3 separate regions of the Mus musculus genome follow, and regions 2 and 3 are each linked to region 1. Evidence: chromatin contacts called from public ChIA-PET and HiChIP or PLAC-seq data. All regions are on one chromosome and are shown on one strand. The core of a region is the stretch at or near the end of the contact, and the rest is flanking DNA. Distances in the headings are between cores, read along the strand shown.

What was found. ChIA-PET counts read pairs in DNA pulled down with a chosen protein or histone mark. HiChIP or PLAC-seq counts read pairs in DNA pulled down with a chosen protein or histone mark.
Region 2: an H3K27ac HiChIP or PLAC-seq map of regulatory T cell precursor shows a contact between it and region 1, with 3 times the contacts expected there. The contact joins the enhancer-like site here to the promoter of Pdcd10 in region 1. A contact is called at or near these places in 4 of 39 promoter capture datasets (cranial neural crest, maxillary cranial neural crest, pre-B cells and 1 more) and 3 of 115 datasets of contacts at active chromatin or transcription factors (bone marrow-derived macrophages, embryonic stem cells and regulatory T cell precursor).
Region 3: an RNA polymerase II ChIA-PET map of memory CD8 T cells shows a contact between it and region 1, with 16 read pairs. The contact joins the enhancer-like site here to the promoter of Pdcd10 in region 1. A contact is called at or near these places in 4 of 39 promoter capture datasets (the C10 cell line, the HPC-7 cell line, cranial neural crest and 1 more), 5 of 115 datasets of contacts at active chromatin or transcription factors (effector CD8 T cells, epiblast stem cells, hepatocytes and 2 more) and 1 of 9 other capture datasets (adipose tissue).

The regions. Positions count from the first base shown.
Region 1 is chr3:75,555,557-75,559,366 of GRCm38.p6, forward strand. It overlaps Pdcd10 (programmed cell death 10), which reads right to left and starts at 1,296. Exons shown (of 8, transcript NM_019745.4): 1 at 1,166-1,296. It overlaps Serpini1 (serine (or cysteine) peptidase inhibitor, clade I, member 1), which reads left to right and starts at 1,937. Exons shown (of 9, transcript NM_009250.3): 1 at 1,937-2,086.
Region 2 is chr3:75,238,739-75,242,810 of GRCm38.p6, forward strand. It overlaps Serpini2 (serine (or cysteine) peptidase inhibitor, clade I, member 2), which reads right to left. Exons shown (of 9, transcript NM_026460.3): 9 at 3,619-3,846. The coding sequence ends at 3,770. Among named protein-coding and RNA genes, the nearest start is that of Serpini2, 29 kb to the right of the region's middle. Within about 2 kb of position 2,078, at least 8 of the 459 cell types and tissues checked have an H3K27ac peak or open chromatin away from gene starts, as enhancers often do. A contact at or near this core is called in regulatory T cell precursor, where this site is marked.
Region 3 is chr3:75,928,336-75,932,191 of GRCm38.p6, forward strand. All of the region lies in intron 1 of Golim4 (golgi integral membrane protein 4), which reads right to left. Among named protein-coding and RNA genes, the nearest start is that of Golim4, 27 kb to the right of the region's middle. Within about 2 kb of position 1,711, at least 37 of the 459 cell types and tissues checked have an H3K27ac peak or open chromatin away from gene starts, as enhancers often do. A contact at or near this core is called in effector CD8 T cells, memory CD8 T cells and pancreatic cancer cells, where this site is marked.

The DNA.
Region 1 (3,810 bases), core at 46-2,545:
ACACATGGAGTGAAGAAAATGAGAGAAAAGTAAAAACCTGACCCCCCCCCCCAAAGGGTCACTTCTTGTAATGAACATGGTACAATTTCTCCAAGATTCTGCACTTAATTTTCACTTAATGAAAGCATGAATATCTGTAAAGTAAGTTCTGTGAAAGTTTCACCCATAGTTTTTGAAAATGGTAAGAAAATAGAAATGAAAAGGACTATTCTCTTAATGGCAACACTGAGCTATTCCTAAATATTATCTATCCTTTAAAAATGGCGTGTGGAAAGTGAGTGTTATCATTCAGTAGACCCCAGAAAAAGGGGTAAAGATCTAAGCTAAAGCGATCCTTCCTGTTTTACAGAACATTAGAGAGGATGCTTTGGCAAAGCTTCCACTCCACGTCAACAAACCAACTCTCTGCACCTCACAACCGTTTCTGACAAACAGGCACACTACTTTGCAACTTCTTCTATCTGCTTCCAGTACTACCACCCACCTCCCCACTCTTTCTTCCTAAGCCGACAACTCTGGTCAGAAACTGGACTTTCGGAGGACTAGACTCTGAAGATCTGTGTGACCTTGGGCACGTCATTTGCTTCTACAGTAGTCTCATTAGCATCCCAAAGTGAAAGCGCTTCGAGGGCACTTGAGAAGTATACATCCATCTGACGTATTGGAGTCAAGAGGCACAAACCTTCCGAGTTAAGAATCACCTCCTCAGAGAGGAAATTGGAACTGAGTCGGAACTGTCAACACTGTCTCTCTTCTTCCCTCAAAGGGCATAACCCCAGCCACACCGGGAGGCGACTCCCGGGCACCCACGCTCCCTCCAGGCCTAGCCAAGCTTTAGCCTCACCTGCCCGGGACCTCACCCCACCACATCCGCCCCCTCGGTCAGTGGAGACCCGGGAGGCCGACCTCACCCTTCCCCTCCACCCAAACCCACAGCGGACTTCCTGGAGGCGCCGGGCCGGGCTGGGCAGGAGGCATTTACAAACCCAGCTTTCCGCAGCTCGCGTAGAGACCTCGCTGACGCCCACAAGGCCCGGCTCCCCACCCGTCCGCCCCGCCGGCCAGAGCCTAGCCTCAGCACCTCCGCCTCGGTCCCCGCCTGACCCCAGGCCGCTCTGGCTGCCCACGGAGCCGTGCGGACCCGAACCGAGAAACCTCGCCTTACCGGCAACTGAGGCACGGACTTCACTTCCCACCTTTGGAGCCCTCTTCAACTCCCGGATCAATTCACTCCGGCGACGCCGGAAGGACCCGAAAGGAACCAGGCGTTGTCCGGAATCCTGCCCAGCAGGAGTCGCGCAAGGCCCGATGGGGATTTGTAGTTCCGCCCTCCATTTCCGTTAGCACTTCCTGCAATAGTAAGACTACATTTCCCAGAAGGCTGTGCGAGAACGCCTTAGGCAATAGGTGGGGACACTTCTAGCAAATCAGAAGAGAGTTCCCTGTCTTTGAGGGAGGGGAGGAGATGAAGAGAGAGCGCGCCCAGAAACGAGGGAGGGCGGGGCCGAGTCTCACCTGCACCAATCAGAATGAGAAGATAGCCCACAACGCCACGCCCACCGATGGGAGGTGCCCTCGGATGGGTGTAAAGAAAAGGGCGGGGGGCCAGAGGTAGCAAGCGACAGGAGGCTGGGCTGAGTCCATGGGTAGGCGGGGAGGAAGGCTCTAGGGGCTAGACCGGTGGGCTCCGCCTACTCCGAAGCAACAGTACCCCCATACCCCCAAAGGACAGCCCACTCCCGTGTTCACTGGACCAGCCGGCTAAAAGAGCTAAGCAGGACCTGAGGAAGGGCCAGGTGCGATGCCAGAGGGGAGAAAGTCCGAAATGAAGGGGTCAGAGCACCAGGAACTAAGAGACCTCGGGTACCGCTCTGCGCCTAGGCTGCGCAGATGGCAGTGGGAGGAGCCGCAGCCCGAGCTTCGGCCAATTAGAGGCGGGGAAGGCGGAGCTTGAATCTCAGAAGAAGCTTCAGCTCAGCCTAGTCTGTAGTTTCCCTGGAGAGAGGCAAGAGCAGCATCCGGAGCAGTCTCAGCCTGCCCAGCATCCTCTCCAGCATCCCGAGCGGGGATTGCAGGTGTGAAGGAGGTAAGCGTGGGCGCCACTTGCGGGCTACAGCACAGCAACCTGGGGAGGAAGGCATCTGACAATAGGAACGCCTGGATACTGGAGGAAAGAGTGCTATGTTGACTTAGGATCGCGGTGCAAACCTTTTCAGTACAATTACGTACAATTACAGACTTTGGTAGAGAGAGAGAAAAAAAACAAAAAACAAAAGGTAACTCTGCCTGGGATATTAAGGGCGTGGTTAAGGATTTTGTTTTGAGTTGCACCATTAAAACTGGTCTGGGAGATCACAAGATTGAAGAAAGCCCTGCTAATTGAGTACCAGGTGGATGGTGTCAAGCTAGATGCGTAGCTGTTAAAAAGGCAAAATTGGCATTGATAGAGAACCACTTTGTAACTGTTTCACTAAGAAAATAACTTTGTCCTCTTCAGTGCCTGACGCTTGTGTTAGTTTATCAGATTGTCCTGCCACGGACAGTCTATCCAAGATAACCGGTTGTATTGCAGGGTCTTTGGATTGCAAAAGATATGGGTTAAAGAAGCAAATAATAAGATAGGATGGGTTCCGGCTAAACCTATCCTAAGTATAACTTTTACCAGCATTAATGAGAAAATAAATTGAAATGGGTGGGTATTTGGCTTTTCCTTCCTGCTGGCGCTGGAATATTGAAACAAAGACCTGGGTTTAGCCTACAACGGGAACATATGGTGTACTTCCTCGCTGCTTCTTATTCTCTCATTTGTGTCCGGTAACGTTTGTTCGTGTTTTAAAAACAGGAGTACAAGGGAACTGTGTGGAGGAGCTTTCCTCTATTGAAGAGAGTATGTGTAAAATGATAACCTTTAGTATTTTATAATGGGCTCTCATTTTAGAGGTATATAGTATCACACAATAATAGTTCATTCTCATTGTGTGTATACTCTTTTGAATGCTAGTAATACATACGGGTGGAATTATGTTGTAATACTTGTTATGTTAGGTAGTCAATCCTACCTTTGCACCTATGACAGATTACAGCCTTTTGGGTTGGAAAAGTACTAAAATTCTACGTGCTTAGTTCATTTTTTTGTTGTGAAATAGTGTCCCAGATTATATGCCTGTTAGTCATGTAGCATATTGCAGCATACTCTGCTCTGAAATGGCTTTCTTGTGACAGTTGACTATTCCATAGGGTGCCAGAATACTTGAGATTGTTTAAAGAGGGGTCAATAAGATCCAGAAATCACCTTCTATTTTCTTCTTTTGTCATACTATTCTGGTTTACTGCAAGATTTTGAATTTTGTTTTTGCAGTGCACACAAGATGCCTTCTAAAACTAAAGTGGCTCAAAGGTATTCTCTCCATTACTTAAGGTTCAGTCCTACTAAGTGCAGATACTGATGAGAGATGCCCACTACTAAATTAATTAAATCCTTTTCTCCCACATTCTAATACACCAAAGACCTGGGCACACAGAGAAATCTTAAAAAATAAATAAATAAGCAAAACCAAGAAATATCTAGGCTTAGATTAAGCAGATCATGTAAGTATTCGAAAAAAGCTATAGAAGCCACTAAACTTAGCAGTGACAGTAAGGATGGATGTTATCTTTGGTATACTACTAGAAACCTATTAATTGGCATAGCCATCTGGCTATGTGATCTCCAGAAAATGCTTTTGGGAGAGAAAATGTGATCTGGTGGTTTAATAAAACTTGGAAAAGGTTGTCCTTGCCCTTGTTATGTGTGATGGTAGGTGCATGGTC
Region 2 (4,072 bases), core at 828-3,327, 320 kb before region 1:
AAAAAAAAAAAAAAAAACAAAACAAAAACAAAAAAACTCACTGCTTATAACAATTATAACACAAAGGAATTAGTTCAAATATGAGACTCTTTTGAGGAATCCAAGGTTGGGAATAAAGATTTTTAAAAATAGAATTTCTAGCTCTTTTCTGTACAGGTTAGGACACTGAAACCCAAGAGAATCGAGGTGACAAGCCAAGAAACATGATGTTAAAGAGTGAAGAATGTCTCCTCAATAGCATGCTTTCAGGAGGGTCACCTGCAACAAAAGAAGGCAGAAGAAACTAGATTTTTTTTTCCTCTTTTGCTGCAGATTTAGAGATGATCACACGTGCACCTGTGATGGTCTGAGGAAAAGATGTATACAGGAGAACGTGCTCTGAGCAAGCAAAGGCAGAAAACCACATCCTCTCCAAATGCAGGAAGCCATTCCCAAACTGGCCCATTATTCTATTTCCCTCAGAGGGTAAATTTCTATGCTCAGGGGCTGTGAGAACTTATTTTATTTTAAGAAGTTTAAAGTGAAAAATTCTAATGATACCACCCTTGAGTTTTCTCTATGTCTTTATGGGTTTCCAGGTGATTATCTAATTCAGGAGAATTTTATAAACTTATCCCCCAAAATTAATTACTCCTTATTTGACTTCCTGCTTCCTCATATCACAGATGCCTCTAAAATCTTCCCTAAAGTCTATAGTGTCAATAGAAGTCAATTTCAGTATGTCCACTGGAATACTCACAGCTGAATGAATATTTTGTCTTAAAGACAGAAACAATATATGATTTAAATAAAAATGTATCATCTAGTAATGTTTATAAAAAGCATTATTTTAATGATATTTAACGTATGGTGACATACCTTTCCCAACCCTGATGTTTTCAAAAAGTTTTATGACACTGAAAATTACTTCATATTCATTTATTTAATGCCAGGTCCATATTTATTTAAAGAAAAAGTTACATATTTCAGATGTAGTCATCATGATGTAGGGCTACTTTAACTACTGAATTCACTACAATTGAAAGGGGAGATTGAAAGAGCTAATCTGGGAAGTAAATTGCCAACCGTGCTTCCAGGTCAGAGTCAAGCAGGAACTATGTAGCTTGAACGCACACCAAAAAGTTGTCTCTCTTCCTTAGCAGCTAAAATTCTCTCCTTTTAAGGCAAATAACACACCAGTAAAGAGAATGAAGTTAAGAAACAAAAAAATCAATCTTCCATAGAACATACTTGGCTCCATAGTAGAGAATTAAAGATAAGCATTTAGCAAATTTTATTGAAGAAAAGCAAACGTACTTTATTTTCAAAAACATGTTCTTGAACTTAAAATTAGCTTCACCTAATTACAGCACCTCAATTATTAAAGCGTCTCTCATTTCCTAATCGTTGTCTTTATTAAGGACATTCATTTCACCACTTCACGTCAGCTTCTTACTGTATTTGCCCCCTGTTTACTGCTTGTCAGCAACCAGCAACAGCTCCTCTGACCTCTGAGGTCAGAGACCTTGTTAGTTTTGTTCCCAGTTATAACTAGGGCCCAGAACAGTGCCCGGAGGCTGGCGTGAGCTCCATTAATGTTTGGGAAATTAATAAATGAAATCCCATACCAGACTGAAATGTAGAACCTGGAAGAGGATTACAATAATTGTCCAGTAATACAGGCAAATTAGAAAACATACCATTTCTTAATGAAGAGAACATCTATTCTCAACTGAGCCCCATTCTTTCTGAAAGCACAAAGTGTATTTCTTTTTTTTTTAATTTTGGATGTTTATGGATGTGATGTTGTGCATGTGTAAGCATGAGTTTTATATGTAGGTATCTGTATGATATATGTCCACATGTATGTGTATGTACCTGTCCATGCACTAGAGTTCAAAGGAGGATGTCAGGTATCCTGCTCTATCACTCTTCACTTTATTCTACTGAGTCAAGTTCTCTCATGGAATCTGAGCTAGGCTGGTGACCATCAAGCCCCAGTGATGATCCTGCACCCATCCTCCACAGTGATAGAGCAGTCACACAGTCACACAGTCACACAGTAATACCGGAGTAACACAGTAACACAGCAGTAACACAGCAACATCCTGTGCTTTTCATGTGGGCTCTGGGATCTGCACTCAGTTCCTCATGCTGAGTATCATGTGGGTTATTTTTATCTAAACACAGCTTGGAAGCAAACACAAGAAAAGCTCTCTACTTCCCCTGCAATTTACCTTAGAAGAAAGTGCATTTATAGAGGGAATCTTGTTGTCTTGCTACCAGGATGACAATTGTTGATCACAGAAGAGAGCTTTAAACATGTCCAGACTAGTGAAGGCATCACGGATATCTGGATAACACACTTTACCAGTAAGCCTCTATGTACTATTTACCTAACTTCTGACATAATGCCAGCTCTTATAGACTCAAGACTGTGTCTTTCAATTTCCCCCAAACTTAACTGTCCTTTCTCAAAGATGCTGTATAGAAGTTATCATTCAAATCATAAAACTTGAAATTTATTCATTTCTCAGTAGGCTTCTTCTATATATGCATAAAATATATGTTAATATACTTGCTTATCTTCTCTTATTCTACTTTTCTTACAGGAAGTACCAAGTAAAAACTATGTAGGTCAGAAAGAAATTGATTTTCCCTTTCTACAAAGGGTTAGTTTTCTAGAGAAGATACTTATGAATCCACATTTATCCACTGTATTATTATTTTTATGCCATTAACTAATTTCTAGAAGTTCATTGAGTCATAGATTCCACTGGGAAGCAAGATAATAGTATTTCCTAGATTTTGGCTATAGTTAGCATAATGTACTTAGATTGCCTATTTCATTGCCTGTAATATAATTAGGGTTCAATGTGGGTAGTTATTATTATTAAGTTCTCTATCAAAATAGTCATGACAAACAACTGTAAAAATCTTTCCAAAATTATCATGAAAATGGTAAAAATTCTAAAACCTCTGAAGTTTTATTGAAATTTAGCAATGTTTGATTTCTTTGAAGGCTCAGATATTAGATCTGAGAGCCTAAGACTAACCTAGTTAGTCTCATTGTTAACTTGACTCACCCAGGAAGAAGGAATCTAGGTAAAGAATTGCTTCAGTCAGGTTTCTGAGACAGCTTCTTGATTGCTACTTGATATAGCAGAGCCCAACCCACAGTAAGCAGCGCCATCTCCACAGCAGGGAGTCCTGGGCTGTATTATAAGGCTTGTTGAGAAAGCAGTGTTCATTCATTGTTTCTTGTTCCTGCCTTTATTTCTCTCAATGAGTTGCTGTATTCCTTAGCACAGTGTTTTATCGCAGAAACTTACTAGAAAATGAGAACAGGAATCACGCTTCTCAAAACTTTTAGCAATTATGAACATGATGGGTTTTTTATGACATTTCCATGTTTTTGTATCATTGTCCTTTATTTGTATACACTATCTCACTGGTCACCTTCCTTCCTCTTCTGATTCTCTTTAACCTGAGTCCTGGGAATTTAACCTAGGATCTCATGCTTGCAAGGCAAACACTTTACCAACTGAACTATCAGCCCCTAGCAAATAAATCTGATATCAGATTATCTTAGAACTTTTCAACAATGTAGGATTATGTTTTATATATCAGAGTACTTTAGAAAAGCCAAAAAAAAGGATTTATATCTGTCTTTACTTATTTTATAGGCATGATTTTAAACAAAAATGTTAGAAAATTTTCAGAATGATGACATTCCACCCATCAATCATTTTCCAGGAGGTGTCTTGTATTCTAAGACCATCATTTTCATTCACAGTGAATCTAAATCTCTTCCTTTCGTTGTTTGAATGTCAGGATCTGTCACCTTTCCCATAAACAAAATTGATTCTAGAAAAAAAGAAAAAAATACTTTAGAAATTTCTGGAGGAAAAGATAATTATTTTCTTCATGATTTAACAATCCTTTACTCATTGTTTCTATACTTAAAGTCTGATGTCAGGACCCTTACCTTTGCTGAAAACACTTTGAACATTATTAATCATTTTGGTAGTTTGAGAAGCAAGTAAAACCCTACAACAGTTTTTCATGGAAACTGCCTTAGTCTTGTTTTCCA
Region 3 (3,856 bases), core at 461-2,960, 370 kb after region 1:
TTTATTTCTGTCTTCATCTAGCTTTTGCCATCATTTTGCTGAAATTAAAATGGGAATCAGATCCATAAGTCAAATCAGCAATGAGGGATAAGAAGGCCTATTGACTCACTATTTGTTCTGTAAATAAAATGTAGAACAAACTTTAAGATCTACCAGAAGTTCTAGTTCTTTGAAGATAAACTATCAAGACCTTACTTCTTTAAACTCTCTATGCCTTCTAAATGTATATGTAGTCATGAACTAGTGCCTCGATTTCATACTGTATCGTTTACGATTCTAACATTGCTATCACTGATTGCCTTTTTTGTTTGTTTTTGCATCAAGTTTTTAGAAGAAAGAGAAAGACCAAAGTTTTCTAACAAGGACAGTTAAGTGTCACAGCCAGGGGAAAGAACATCACATCTGACCTACATTTACACAGCATGAGAACCAATGTTTCTGGTAACCGCCTTTCTTATTTCCAATGATGTAAAGTAATTAATACAGCTGCGAGGAATCTTCACTAAGCCTTGAAAAAACAAGATATCATACAGCTTTCAACATAAAGTCAAATGCAACAGAATTATTTAGACACAGAGACCAGAAATCATCCAGAAACAGAAGGTTTATTTTTTTAACCCAGATACTTAAATTGACCAGAATATTCCATTTCCTCAGTGGTCTACTGAATTGAGTTTTGTTGCTTTGATGTTCAAAAATCTCTAAGTAAAATGAATTAATGACAGGAACAGCAGGCATTCAAAGATTGCTCCAAAATATGCAGCAGGAGACAGCATGTATTATGATATGCTAAGCTGACTTTCCTTAGGGAGATCTTAAGAGGGTTTTTAGAGATTTATGGCATCTCTATTTTACTTCACAAGCCATTCTCACTTAAAATCATTCCATCTAATGGTCGGTGTTCAAGCACTCAAGGGCAACTATAAAGCTCTGGAAAGTAAAGATGAGCTTCCTAACTCACTGGGCATTCCTAAGGTAGAAGCCGATTGCTTTGTTTTTCCTCAGTTGAAGTTTATGAACGATAAGTGGTAGGTGAAGGTGACTGATGTCTCTGTCTATGATGTGATATGTACAGGGCTGGTGCTATTTTAGTATTTAGAACTCTAGAAAAATAGACAGTGGTATAGGCTATGTGGATAGGAAGCATTAGATAGGCTGAAGATTATATTATGGATATGTTAATATATACATTATAATTATATATGTTATTGATATATATTGTATAATACACACATGTGTATATATATATATATATATATATATATATATATATGTATAGACACACACACACACACACATATATATATGTACTCGGAAAGCATGTATTCCTTTGCCTTCTTGAGCTTTGCATTCACACCATGGCTGAGTAAAATCTCTGCAGCAATATGTCTTGCCAAACACAAACTCAAAGATGTACTAAAAAAAAAGTACACACAGACACTCAAAATGAATTACTATTATTACTATTCTCTTCCAATAATTCAGTTAACCAACTTGTCAGCTTTTCCACTCATGGAAACTACCTTAGGGTGACAGAAGCTTCTAAGATGTCCAGGGTCCCTCCCTAAGATGATGGAGCTAGTAGTCACCTGGAGCGGAGGCAGCCGCTAGGGAAAGCCTAGCTGTCTAAAGGACCCTCTCTATCTAGCTGCCTGCCTGCAAATGGCACAGAGAACCTCAAGGCTGAAACTTTTGTGACTCATCGCTAGCCTTGCGGCAGGGTTTTCACTGATGTAGTTGTTTTTTTTTAGTTGCTCCTATTCTTGTAGCAGCTCCTCGTGTATACTCCTGTATGCAGCTCCTCACACATACTGCTGTAAGTAGCTCCTCGGACATACTGCAGTAAGTAGTTCTTCATGCATACTCCCATAAGTAGCTCTCCATGCATGAGCTTGTAAGCAGATCCTCACACAGACTCCTGTAAGTTACTCTAATAAGCTCATTGGTTCACAAGTTTGACTTAGAATTGTTTGTTACTTAGAATTGGTCTGTTGTGGTTTCCTATCTGGGGTGTGAAGGACATGCGTGTAACCTGTCTCCCCAGGAAATGTCTCATGCTACAGTTGGTTTTGTTAGAGTTTTGAGGTTTTTGAGGATGGATCTTCTTATGTAGCTTAAATTGGACTCCCAATCACAGTCTCCTGCCACAAGAAGATTCCTGTGCCAAGAAAGTAGCTGTACTCCTCCTTGGCAGTACCTACTTTTGTAATTTTAGTCATAGATTTTATGAGTCTTATTTTTTTCTTTTGACCTATAATGTCAGGAGTAATTCATTGTGCAACTCATAGTAGACATTCAGTGAATTTCAACTGAATTAGAGTAAGATAAGAGCAGGGTCTAAACACTGTTATCCTCAGGGGGCACGAGAGACTAAAGAATAAGGACTGCCACATTCTCAAGAGAGGTAGTCACTGTGATACATTCTGATGGGAGGTGAAAACTGGATCAAAAGGAAACTAAGACAACATCACAGCAGGCAGGGGCTGCCCTGAGATGAGACTGGGCAGGCACTGTCTAGTGAGCCAGGCCAGTGACCCAGTTGAACTTGATGGCCAAAAGAAAATGCTGACTTCATTTGATTTTGCTCCCAAATGAGTCAAGAAGGTGGGAACCCCGGGAAACCATGGGGAGGAGTAGGAAGAGGTCATCATTGGATGGTGTGGAAGTTTAATTAAAAAATTCCTTCCTCTGAATGTTTTGTTGACTTTGTGGACCTGCTGTGACCAGTAGGTCCTCCTACAGAACACTTATGGCTTTATTTTCAGAGCCTGGGATGCCTGTACAATGCCACACTTATAATCAACAGGGGGAGGCTAAAGTGGAACACAGCAAGTTTCTGCTCTCTAAAGTTGGAAGAAGAGAGTAAGAATAAGGCCAATGTCATGGTCAGCCATGAAGTTGGAATTTTATATAGGATAAGACCCCCTGTTACTACTGCAGTGAAATTCAACTGTGGTCCCTGTGTTGTCACTTTTCTCCTTGCTGTAACAAGATACCAGACAAGTTCAACTTAAGAATGGAAGGGTTCACTATGCCGGGGCCCAGCAAACACAGAAGTGGATGCTCACAGTCAGCTAATGGATGGATCATAGGGCTCCCAATGGAGGAGCTAGAGAAAGTAGCCAAGGAGCTAAAGGGATCTGCAACCCTATAGGTGGAACAACATTATGAGCTAACCAGTACCCCGGAGCTCTTGACTCTAGCTGCATATATATCAAAAGATGGCCTAGTCGGCCATCACTGGAAAGAGAGGCCCATTGGACTTGCAAACTTTATATGCCCCAGTACAGGGGAATACCAGGGCCAAAAAGGGGGAGTGGGTGGGCAGGGGAGTGGGGGTGGGTGGATATGGGGGACTTTTGGTATAGCATTGGAAATGTAAATGAGTTAAATACCTAATAAAAAATGGAAAAAAAAAAAAAAAAGAATGGAAGGGTTCAATGTGGCACAGTGTTTGAGGGAAGAGATGGTCATGGCCCAGGAGTGCGAGACAACAGCAGCTGGTCACATTGTGTGTGTAGTCCAGAAGAAAGAAGAGGGGGATGAATGCTGGTACTTACTGCACTTGTTTTCGCCTTTTTATTCAGCCCAAGGCACCAGCCCATAGGATGGCACTGTTGTCACACTTCAACTAAGCCAACCTAGATACCCTTTCACACACAGGACCAAATGAGGCAATATTGACCATCACCCTGGCCCTTTACAATCTTTGGAAAGAAAACTACTTTAAAGACCAGAGTTCTGGTTCAGCCCTACATTGCAGGATACAAAGCAGAGCTTCCCTGTGGAACAGGGAAGCAAATTTTATGGATGCTGCTTCCTAAGGCACTAGATATCAAATTAAAAAATAAGATTC